Linked DNA regions of Hordeum vulgare: region 2 is linked to region 1. Evidence: chromatin contacts called from public Hi-C data. All regions are on one chromosome and are shown on one strand. The core of a region is the stretch at or near the end of the contact, and the rest is flanking DNA. Distances in the headings are between cores, read along the strand shown.

Region 1 (6,098 bases), core at 3,061-5,560:
CTGTTGAACCACGCGAGGCACCCCGTGTGGGCGTCGTAGTCCCCGGCGCTGGCGCTCCTGAACCGGCGCAGGTAGAGCGGCGCGCACCCGAAGGGCAGGTTCCCGGGCACCATGAACGCCCTGGCGCCCATCCCGATCAGCTCCTCCACCGCCGCCGCGAGCTTCTCGACGACGGCCGGCACGAACGCGCGCACCCTCTCGCGCGGCATGCCGCTCGAGAAGGCGAAGTTGTAGTCGTTGCCCCCGATCTCGCCCAGCGCCACCAGCGCGTCGCCCAGCACGTTGGTGCCCACTAGGGAATGGAATGCCACGTACGTACGGGGTGTCAGCGATCAACTGCTGCACTCGTCCTACTACTCCTATATAGGAGTGGGCTATTAAGACTTACTGTTGTGCTGCGCGAGCTGCTGCATGTGGGTCCTGAACCAGATCATCTGCGTGTCGAGCGAGAAGGGGGTGATGTCCATCCCCTTGCGGGCGAAGAAGGAGCCGTTGTTGGCGGTGGCCGAGATGATAGCGAAGTTGGCGCCGTGCTCGAAGTCCGCCGGGGCCGTGCTCGTCTGGATGGCTGTCACATTTGCCAGCCCAAGCTCCTGCGCTGCAACCAATGAACGCCAACCAAGACTTTCCATCGTAAGTGGTAGAGTACAGTACATTGTGCATGATTGTATTGTACGCAGGGCATGAACCGTAGGATAGTTAACTGTTAAGGCAGGTATGCAAACCGTTGAAGAAGGTTTGTGGGTGCCCTTTCAATCGGGAACGTCTTGGTAAGCCACGGGTCCATGCATGACTGCCAGTATCGTGCAAAATTTTTTTTTTTTTTGCACATAATGCAAGTTTTGTAAATGAACTAAGTATGGACCATGCGATGGGTCAGAGGTATCAGTATCGTCGTACAGGGACTGATCTTGACACCGAATGATGGGAAGAGCAAGACTGCCTCTGTTCACGCGCTGTTTCTAAGTTTATTTTTCATGGTGGGCTAATTATATGGCAATTAGTCGACGTCAAACATGCACAGTTTAGAGGGCCATGTCCCTGTATGTATATAAGTACTAATTAAGAGCGTAACAGTATTCGTATAAGCACGTACATACAAGCTCTGTGCATGAGCAAGGTCTTAGGGCATCTCCAACGGGTACCTTAAAACGGGCATACGGTACAAGCCCTGGCATGAGCAAAAGGTGTCCGGACAACACGCCGATCACTTGGATCTACGACTATTTCCGTTACGTTGGCTTCTTTCGGCGAGGTGATCTTGTAGGACCATTATCTTGATGATTTTTCATCAGGCTTTGTTTGGTACTAGGATTTTTAAAGGGATTGACGGGGATAATACCATAAAAATTGGATGAAACCCCAACCTTCATTCAATTTCTTCAAATCCTCATTTATCCCCAATTCACTAGGTAGGGAAGTGTATTGAGTATTGAGGGAAAATACACTAGATTTTAAGGATTTATAAAAAAATATAAAAATGAAACCTGTCAAATACACTAAAACCAAACTGTGTTTTGGAATATGTAGGGATTTAAGGGTTTGACCGAAACAATCCCTATCAATTACCTAAAATACATTAGTACCGAATAAGGCCTCAAGGATCAACAATGTTAGGCTCACTCTTACGTTGCAGCGGCATGTCATCGGCTCATTCGAGAAGAAGACAAATGGTATTTTTTAGACACGAGGCATATTGCTGTGCTTTAGCGAATTGAAGATTTTAATGTATTTTTTTAAAAGAAAATCAGAGTTATTTTTACCATTGGTAAAATGATCTGGTGCTTTTTTGCCAAAAATTAATGGATACTTAAGTATTCTCTTTTGCGTTTTGTTTTGATGCATTTTCCTTTTTGAACAAAAAAACATAAAGGAAGAGACAATTTATAGACAAAAAAATACGAGAGTGTATAGGTATCCCTCAGCGGACAATTGATAGCCATCTAATCAAGATGTTTTCATTTCTTTGTATTTGCTTGAATATAGTGTTTAAGTCATATAGTTCTTAATGGTGATTTAGCAAAGTTATTTCGTTGTTGTCTGAGAAATAGGGTAGCTGAAAAAAATGTGTGCACCACTTGTGTTTCTATAGTGGGCATTATTAGTTGGAACCCTAGCTATCAATACCCCATATTCGCCACCACAAATGTTTTGGTGACCGCAAAAAGAAAACGATGTTACTTCCCCCCACACATCTTCAATCAACAATTTCGAGGAAGCCCTTTGCATGCACTGTTTCTTTGACATTCTATAGGGACTAATAGGCTTCATTCAATTATACACCGATGGTAGACGCCAACATAGATAGGGAGGTGGCTATACAGAGTAGCGGCTTCCTAGTTTGGTCTAGATCAGTTGATGGCAGCCTACGCTAACGTAGAAGCCATCGACCGGGCGAGTGTGAGTTGTTAACGGTGGATTGTAGTGATGGAGAGCATGAAAGGTAGGGTGGCTATGACACCGAACATCATACTTCTTCTTTTAATGTGTGATGCTCGTTCTAGATAAACAAGGTATACAAATCCTTTAGGAGAATCGATTCAATTTCTGCAGATTTGTGCATGCACACATGTTGTGATGCTGACAGTGACTCGTCTTCTATGATATATCTATCACTGGTTGGATCCTAACTATCAAGTTGTGTAGTGATGACATCGTTCGAGTTAACGACATTGCACCAACATTCTTTGGTTACTCAGGAGATCATGTCAACTTTAGCGGCATTAAATTCTTGAAGGTGTTAATGCCTGAGATTTTTATTTTAGTTTTGCGGGTGAAGACCCGAGATTTTGACTCTTAACTTTTATCATGAAAAGTTATTGTTCATGTCACTAGTCAAAATGTACGGCAACCTACTAACATGGAATATTTTTGTAAGCATCAAAAATTTCTATGGGGAAATAGGAAAAGTGAACTACAAATCAGATTCATTTTTCTCATAAATATAACAAAATGGCTGGACAAATTAGCTATATTACAAGAAATTAAAAACCAGGAATCCCTTGGGTGTGGGGGAATTGGGGATTTTAAAATACATATCAAAATCGCTTTGGCAAGTTCCCTGGTTTTATTAGTATTTTTTTATTTTTGACTATTTAAAAATTTCTGGACTATTTGGTAAACTTCCTGAAATATTATTTCTTATCCAACATATTCCGTTTGTATTCATACTGTTTTTGTTTTTTCATGTACTCTTCCAGTCTCTTGTAAGAAAAACAGATTTTGCTAATATGTCTTTTTCTGTTTAAGTATATACTATCTCATTAAAATTATCTAGTTGACATGCATAATAGTACGTAGGAGTACTAAATATGATACTTCCACCATCTACAACCTTATAAAACAATAAATTATGCAGTGAAAGAAAACACGCTGACTTGTTGGACAGTAAGATCATTTACAACAAGCAATTAATCCTAAATATCCAGTTTGTTTATGTTTTTCATCCTTGTATACATATATCTTGCTCTCTCTTTATAAGCATTTTCTACATCTCTTTCCCGGAGTTGGCACCACCGTGTTCGAGGCGACGGAAAAGACGGAATTCCGTGGAAGATACACGTTGCAGAAGCGGAACACGCACTAGTGCCAATCTATCAAGGCGCCAACACGTCCACACGCACAATTACACGCAGCTGAGAAGCTCCTAAGCAAAACGCTGAAAGAAGTTCAGAAAATGCAGACGCAAGCAGTTTTGCTCACCGATGAAGTCGATGACGAGGCGGCCGTCGCTGGCCCGGCCGGTCGGACGGCCAAAGAACGTCGTCCCGTACGGCGGCGCTCCGTACGGGCTCGGGTTCTTCGCCGTCAGGCGGACGTAGTTGCCGGTGTCGGTGAGGGAGTCGCCGAAGCTGAAGATGCGCGAGTAGCAGCTGAGCGCCGAGCTGCCGCTCCCAAGGCCCAGGACCAGGAGAGCATGCGACACGGCGAGCGCCAGCGAGAAATGGCCTCCCAGGAGCCACATAGAATGGGACAGGTATTCACCGGCCGCGGCGCTCGCTCAGCGAGTGAGCCGGCAGCGTGGCCGAAGAAGCAGAGTGGGAAATGAGAAGAGCACGAGCTAGCTTAGCTTGGCCAAGTGGGTAGGGCAGCCGGTGTTTCTTGTTGAGCGTTTGCGGAGAGCTCGGGAAGCCATTATGAAGGCATATATGCCTGAAAGCGTCCTCGTATGCGCCTTCTAGCGTACGTTATACGAGGGTCGGCCCCATGTAATTTCTCTACCTTCTACTCGTACAACGGAATGATAGGCATCGTGTGATATATGCGCGTGCAGGGGATGGATGAATGCCAGGTTGCCGTCCAAGGATTGCAAGGACGACCCAAGGACACAATCAACAAGGATGTAGACAACACTGTCGTGGATGGATACCGGCATAAATACATACAGGCTGCCTGTGAAACGCCAAACTAACCGAGCAATTAACACTGTCTTCTCATAGAAAAACGCCAAACTAACCGAGCAATTAACACGGTCTTCTCATAGAAAAGAATCGTGCATTGCCAATCAGATCTGTTTTTCACCTCCCCCATGTCGACCAGCATGCATGCCCAATGGTGGTGAGCAAAGAGTAGGCACAACACATCTCACCATCTCATTTTCATGGGTGAATCGAGGAGGACATGGAGCAGCCAAATAGCGTGATGAGGATCGGTTTGTCCATGGGCGATTGATTGTCTGTGGACTCTACCTCTTTGCTCGGTCTTTCTATCTTGTTCGTTTCCTGGCAGAGGTTCACGAAATGGTGGCCCGGGTAGCCCCAGGTCCAGGAATGTGTGGGTCTTAACGAAATTGGCAGGCGTTCACTTGTCATTTTGTTCCCTTCCGTGATTTGAACGCCATGTGCGCAGTCGATTTCAGCAAAAGGTAGATTGGCTGCGTTTGAGTAAAAAAAAGCAGCAGTTCGCGGACCATGGATGAACTTGGCTCTCGATTCGACGTTGATTCACAGTAGTACCTAATAAACTGCAGTGGGTAACTGAGAACAAGGTGTGTATGAATGAATATATTGTTGAGTATATTAGCAATTTTTTAATTAGTTTAATCCAGAAATAAATCTTGAGCATAGCAAAGACAGTAAAAAGTATTTTTGGGTGGATTTTATTCACTCGAAATGAAACATCAAGAAGATACATAACACAATGAGGACACATCCGACATCTGCATGGTTAGAATGCACACAACCAAAATCGACTCTCACACACGAAAGCAAGCCAACAACTAGCAAAGTCATATAAGACCAAACCTATGTGATGCGAGAAAAAAAAGAAAAAGAAAAGTGATTAGATGTGCGATCTGCAAACTAAAGTAATGGTCATATCCGTACCAGCCATCTCATGACATCACATGGACTATGATGTTCTTCAACAACAACGCCTTCAGTAAGGGATTGACACTCAAACGCCGTCGTCATCGGATCCAACTAGAAGGCCAAAATATAGGTTTTCACCCGGAAAGTCAGTCCAAAGATATGCGAGCAATGCCTTCAACAAGATATCGATGTAAGAAAAACATCATAATTGCAAGGTATAACCACTCACGCATGACCTAGGCTTTCGTCCCGGAGCTCGAAATTGGGTGCTCGTTTAGCACCATCATTGAAATCTCTCATGTGTTATCGCCACCACTTCCCCACGAACCCAACAGTTACATATGATGTGGCTGCGACCACTGCACTACCATTCCTCTGTGTCAAGTCTTCGTGCATAATTTGTATCGCACCGCCGAAGTCAATCTCTAGATCAAAAGAGATGAACCCTCACAAGGATCATCCGATGACCACTAACGCCGTGGAGCCGTAGGAAGTCGTTGTAGTGCTTTGCAGTAACCGCCATCGCGTCGATTAGATCTGAATCACCACAACTCTGTAGGCTGGTGCGGAAGGTCAACACCTCACCGCCACAGACGTACGGGCCAACCTGCACAGCTGCAAGGTGCGTTGTGCCGCTTCTCTAGTGTCGCAACACCACATGGCCACAAGCGGCACCTTGCTGGCAACTTAGGGCGTGTTTGGTTCCCTGCATTAGGCCCAGCCTGGCCCGCGCAGGAAGGAAGTGACCCGTTTGGTTGCCTGCATTTACTCTGCGGCCCGCATGGCACG
Region 2 (6,453 bases), core at 2,758-5,257, 870 kb before region 1:
GCTCAGTGGGAAGCGTTAAGAAACGCGGTTGATGTAGTGGAACGTCTTCACATCCCTCGAACCGTCCCACGAACCGTCCCGCGATCCGTCCCACGATCCGTTTTGATCTAGCGCTGAAAGGACGGTACCTCCGCGTTCAACACACGTACAGCTCGACGATGATCTCGGCCTTCTTGATCCATCAAGCAAGACGGGGAAGTAGATGAGTTCTCCGGCAGCGTGACGACGCTCTGGTGGTGGTGATGATCTACTCCTGCACGGCTCCGCCCAATCTCTGCAGAAATCCGTTCTAAAGGTAGAACTATGTGGAAAAGGCTAGAGTTGCACGTGGCAAAGTTGTGCCTCAAAAAGCCCTATATCACCAATATATATGGGAGGAGGGGAGGGGCTAGCCTTTGGGCTCAAGGCCCTCAAGGGTGCGCTGGCCAAGGGGGAGGAGTTAGACTCCAACCCCAATTCGGTTTGGTGGGGAAGGAGTCCACTCCTTCCTTCCCACCCCCCTCTCTTTTTTTTCTTCTTTCCTTTGGTATTTTTGCTTGTGGCCTCATAGCCTTCTTGGGCTGACTCCACCAGCCCACTAAGGACTTGGTGCGCCACCCTATGGCCTTGGGCTCACTCCCGGGTGGGTGGGCCCCTCCCGGTAAACACCCGGAACCCATTCATTGCTCCTCGTACACTGCTGGAATTGCCCGAAACTGTCCGGTGACCAAATGAAACCATCCTATATATCAATCTTCGTTTCTGAACCATTCTGGAAACCCTCGTGACGTTTGTGATCTCATCCGGGACTCCGAACAAAATTCGGTAACCACACATATAACTCAACTATACCAAAACATCATCGAACCTTAAGTGTGCCGACCCTGCGGGTTCGAGAACTATGTAGACATGACCCGAGACACTCCTCGGTCAATATCCAATAGCGGTACCTGGATTCCCATATTGGATCCTACATATTCTCCGAAGATCTTATCGGTTGAACCTCAGTGCCAAGGATTCATATAATCCCGTATGTCATTCCCTTTGTCCTTCGGTATGTTACTACCCGAGATTCAATCGTCGGTATCCGCATACCTATTTCAATCTCGTTACTGGCAAGTCTCTTTACTCGTTCTGTAATACAAGATCCCGTGACTTACACTTAGTCACATTGCTTGCAAGGCTTGTGTGTGATGTTGTATTACCGAGTGGGACCCGAGATACCTCTCTGTCACACGGAGTGACAAATCTCAGTCTTGATCCATACTAACTCAACGGACACCTTCGGAGATACATGTTGAGTACCTTTATAGTCACCTAGTTACGTTGCGACGTTTGATACACACAAGGTATTCCTCCAGTGCCAGTGAGTTATATGATCTCATGGTCATAGGAATAAATACTTGACACGCAGAAAACAATAGCAATAAAATGACACGATCAATATGCTACGTTCATAGTTTGGGTCTAGTCCATCACATGATTCTCCTAATGATTTATCCAGTTATCAAGTGACAACACTTGCACATAGCCAGAAAACCTTGATTATCCTTGATCAACTGGCTAGCCAACTAGAGGCTTGCTAGGGACATTGTTTTGTCTATGTATCCACACATGTATCTATGTTTTCATTCAATACAATTATAGCATGGATAATAAACGATTATCATGAACAAAGAAATATAATAATAACTAATTTATTATTGCCTCTAGGGCATATTTCCAACACTTGCTTGCTTTTAAAAACATAATTATATATTTATTAATGAGTAAGCTAAAAGTGAACAGCTTGAACATGAACTTGATAAGGCTCATCAAACATTTAGAGACTTAACATTTTCAAAAGGAGAGCCTGAAATTTCTCATGGTAAACTTAAAGAGGATTTTGAGATCCTTCTCCTTGAATGGAATAATATCAAGGGAGAGCTCATTAAAATCTCTAAGATTCATGAGGAGCTTCAATATACTCATGAGAAGTCTCTAATTCCTACTTGCTCCTCTCATATTGTTAATGATACTTGTGCATCTAACTCTACCTCATCTGAAGCATCAACTTTGAAGGAGAATGTTGAGCTATATGGTCATCTTCATTTGCTAACAAGCAATTATGTGAAATTGGACGAAAGTCATGAAAATCTCTCGAGCACTCATGAGGATCTTCTAATCTCTCATAATGAGCTAAAGTTAGCACATTAGACTATGGTCACCAAGGTAAAATCTTGCGAGTCTCGTGTGAACATTAGCACATATATTCCAAATGATTTATTGTCATGTGCTAATCCTTGCAATTCATCCACCTCTCAAATTATTACCACTCATGATGAATTGCTCACCTTGTCTTGTTGCTCTAACCATGAAGTTTCTACTTCCACTAGTTCTCTTTTTTCTAGTGTTGAAACTAACCATCACTAGTGTAACGACGTGTTATACAAACAATTTTTACCCCCTTTTCACGATGCAAATCTAAACTGTCACCTTGCGTGTGTGGACGATAGGGTGGCCTATTCTACACGACCTGGATAAATCGTTGGTGATGCCTCCGTCCGGTCACACATGCCATGCAAAAATAGAGCGTCTGCGATTGGGAGGACCATCACAAATAGACATATTGAAGAAGTCGTGTGAGTTGAGCTTCACATCCCACACAGGGAATCCCAAAGATACGTCGTTGTTCGTACTGCACATCACACTGCATCACACCGTTTGTGATAGGGATGGCCGTCACACACGATAGTCATAATTTTGTCGATTGTGTTATTCAATACATCACTCATGGTGCCTAGAAGAAACTGTTTGGCATTAAGTTGTCCATCACACGCACATGTTGAGTGAAAACGTTTGTGATAGGGTGGCCGAACACACACAGTTGTCGACCGAATGTCGTGTGTGATTGTTCACTTATCCAAAATGCTAACTTTCTAGAAACCATGCGGGTTTGTTGAGGTCATCACCCACGGTGTTGTCTTAGAAATCGTTTGCATCCGGAACCACAATTATCAGCTTAATTGCTCTATTATTTATAAGATCTTTTACATTTGTTCCCTAACTCGAATCTGAATTGACCTTAATTTTGAAGCACTCTTAAATTTGGCCTTGTGCCGTTAGGTGAACCTATAGAAATGTCCGTTCGTGCTGTTACCGTTCGACCAAAGGGCTTTGACCGCTATCTGAACGTATGCTCAACATTTTGCCCTGATTCCATGTGTCACTTACACGTGGGACCCACTATACAAAAATAAATAGGAAAAACTCTTTCTATCACCCTCTCTCTCTCACACACGCTTACATGTGGGACTGGACTAAGAAAAACAAGAAAATAGAGAAGTCTCTCACTCATAGACCCCTCTCTCCCTGACAAGTGGGCCATGGGGCCCGTTGTGAGGGTCAACACCGCCCCCTACGTGGTCATGGCCACGCATGGCGGCTACGGTGGCCGTCGCCAGCGAGGGGCGGGTGTGCTTGCGTGTGAAGGCCACGGGGTAGGTCTTCTGCCGAAAAGTTCATTGCTAGCCACCGCGGCTGGAGGCCAGATCGAGATGTACGAGCATGTGTGTGAGCTCCGTCACGCGCCTCTCCTCCGACCTGCGAGTTGAATCGGGCCTTGGGCCGCCTGTACACAACGCCCGGAACCTCAATCTCCGCCATGGTCGTCGCCCTTCCTCTCCTAAATTCGTCCGCCCCGATCCACCTTTGATCTACCTGACCACGGTGATGTCGTGGCGGAAAGCTCGCGCTCCTACTCCCATCTTCCCCTGCACGATTTCGTTCCTGGAGGTCCCTGCTGGGAGCTGGCCGACATGACAGAGCTCAGCTGGATCGGTCGTGCACGCGCCCACCTATGCATGTCGCGCCCAGAGTGTGTGGAGTGCCTCGCTCAGCTCCCCAACGCCTCGCCTCCTCCGACCGCGACCATCTGGCCCCTACGGCGAGCCGCTGACGAGCCACCGGCGAGCGCATCCAATCATGGTCGGGCATGCGTTCCGGCATGGACAGGGGTTGACCCTGGCGATGGGTCCCGTGGCCCACATGTTAGGGAGAGAGACAGATGTTATGAGAGATAGTTTTTTTTATGGTCCACCTGTAAGTCATAGAGAGAGGTGAGAGAAAGTATTTTCTATTTTTTCTTTTCTCTAGTTATGCGCCACATGCAAGTGTGTGTGAGAGAGGAGTGAGAAAATGTGTTTCTTCTTTTTTAGTGTGGGTCCCCCTTGTCAGTGAGTAAGGAGGCAAGGGCAAATAATGTCCAGAAAACATAAGTTAACCGTTAATGTTCTTTGATCGGACGGTAACGACCCATAATAACTTTTTTATAAGTAAACCTAGCGAAAGGAAGGTAAATTTAAGCATGCTTTAAGATTAAGGATAAATCAAAATAGATGATTCGAGTTAGGAACAGAAATACAAATGACCTAAAAATAGTCTACCAGTGAAAACATAGAGTTATGCATGAGACCACATAATTCTTAGCCTTCCTTCGTAATTGCTCATAGTTAGTGGTGATTCTACGGTGGCCCACGTGATGATTGTCGCATGGTCACTGGTCTCAGCTTATGAGCAAAGCATATGTATAAGAAGGCATGACACGTCGGATATGGTTTTTGTCTTCTTCCTTATTATGGCGTTATCATTCACTAGCATACAAAAGGTTTTCCCTAGCTCGCACGCATTTCGCGGCTGGACCACGGGGTTTCTTTCACCGCGCACACGGGACAACGGTCCGGGGAAACGATGGCTCCACCTCGCAGCGTGTGAGATAACAGTAGGCAAATGTTTTAATATCGCTAAACGGATGGTGATCACCGCACGTGGGACCACGGGATCTGCACCAGGTAGGCATTGTCTGTACCTTCGCCTTCACCGCCCTCGCCGCAACGAGTAAATGAGAGTGTCTGGTGACGGTGCGAAGTACATGCCATTCCTTTGAAAGCAAGTTTTAGCTACCGATCCAGGCACCGTGCGAGTAGATGCATGCGGTTTTCTATTGCCAGGAATATCCAAAAAACAAAGATAGGGTAGGCAGTCTCACCTCTTTCATAGATGGAATTCATGCATTGCTACAATTCAAAGTCCATTTCCCCTTTGATAATGGACACATTTTTTTAAGCACAATACAAACATACACACACACCTCTAAACTAAGCAATAGCGACAAAAAGTCTGTAATAAATTCAGGAGGATGTGACCATCGTGCCAGATCTAGAGCTTGAAGCCGATTAGTCAGCTTTCGCCACAAGGAAAATATCATCTCAGCTATACCTAGTTTTGCGCACACGGTCATGTGTTACGAAGTCTCAAACATTTATCTATACTATAAAACGCATGAGAGGACAGATCCAACTCACCATCTCAATCGTCTAATCAAATCATTAATGATTAAAATCATTGTTAACAAAATCGTTAACGAAACACTAATCACGCTTCGTCTCACCGGCGCTCATCTCTGTGCATAACCGTCCACGCGCTCATCTCACTCCTTCGTTTTCTCCAGTAAACAAATGTCTTTGTTTTCTCCCGCATGAACTATGGTTAGCGGCAGAAGTTACGGCGAGGGCACTGCCGCACTGCCCTAACCATTCGGCCGCCATCCGTCCTGCTCCTCCTCCCACCACTACCCCGCCTCCGGCCCATGCTCCACCCGATGCGCCGCCACGACGCCACCCGCAACCGGGTCTCGCCTTCCCGTCCACCCACACATCTCCTCCCTCGGCTCCTGCAAGTTGCGGCGGTGGCCACGACGAACTGCCATGGGTGCGGCTAATCTGAGCTCCGGTCCAGGCACGTCGACCGGGACTCGACGGTGGCACGGGCCAGCACGGCGATGAAAGACACCGCCAATCTCGGCCGCCGCGCGATCGTGCGGATGACGCTTGACATTTCCCTGTAAGCGTCGTCTACTGCTGATCCCTGCCCTATATAATTAATCCAACCTGCTCTTCTATTATCGATGATTTTTGGTTTTGAGAACCACCTGGCAGGGTCCGCGCTCATGGAGGAGAAGCCGCTGTTCCTGGAGGTCTGGCAGGCAGTTGACCGCACTACTACCACAAGTCCTCTCCGTGACGAGCCGATGAACACATGGGAATGACATGTATGATTCGAGATTTCGTGTTGTGCAAAATCTGTTTGTACTGCTATTCATACTACCCCTTGCAATATAATTTATCTGCTGCATCAATGGCTCAAACTTCTGCAAGTCATCACATGCCCCTTAATATTGCAGAAAGTACAACCGAATTTGATAATTGGATCAAAATCAAAGTTGTCATGCAACTCCTTTGGTTGAATCTGAAATTCTATTAGAAACATGACGAACCACTTAGATAGATCATCGATATGTACAAAACTGATAGATGTCGTGTTTCTACAGTTATGACGCGTGATCAAAATTTCTTATCCCACGTTTCATTTTAGGTGTCGCAACCTTGGGCGATTTGTTCACCTTATTCTTGAAACCGTTTGCAGTTTGTGAAGTAA

What was found. A called contact is a pair of places that touch in the nucleus more often than the background predicts.
Region 2: a Hi-C map of leaf shows a contact between it and region 1, with 5 times the contacts expected there. The contact joins the enhancer-like site here to the promoter of LOC123443988 in region 1. A contact is called at or near these places in 2 of 6 Hi-C or Micro-C datasets (leaf and seedling).

What each region holds. Positions count from the first base shown.
Region 1 is chr3H:401,329,967-401,336,064 of MorexV3_pseudomolecules_assembly, reverse strand. LOC123443988 (GDSL esterase/lipase At1g28600-like) reads right to left here and starts at 4,310. Exons shown (of 4, transcript XM_045120574.1): 1 at 3,703-4,310; 2 at 389-598; 3 at 1-292. The coding sequence starts at 3,964.
Region 2 is chr3H:402,197,200-402,203,652 of MorexV3_pseudomolecules_assembly, reverse strand. No RefSeq gene overlaps it. Among protein-coding and RNA genes, the nearest start is that of LOC123440045, 90 kb to the left of the region's middle. Within about 2 kb of position 4,007, at least 3 of the 3 cell types and tissues checked have open chromatin away from gene starts, as enhancers often do. A contact at or near this core is called in leaf and seedling, where this site is marked.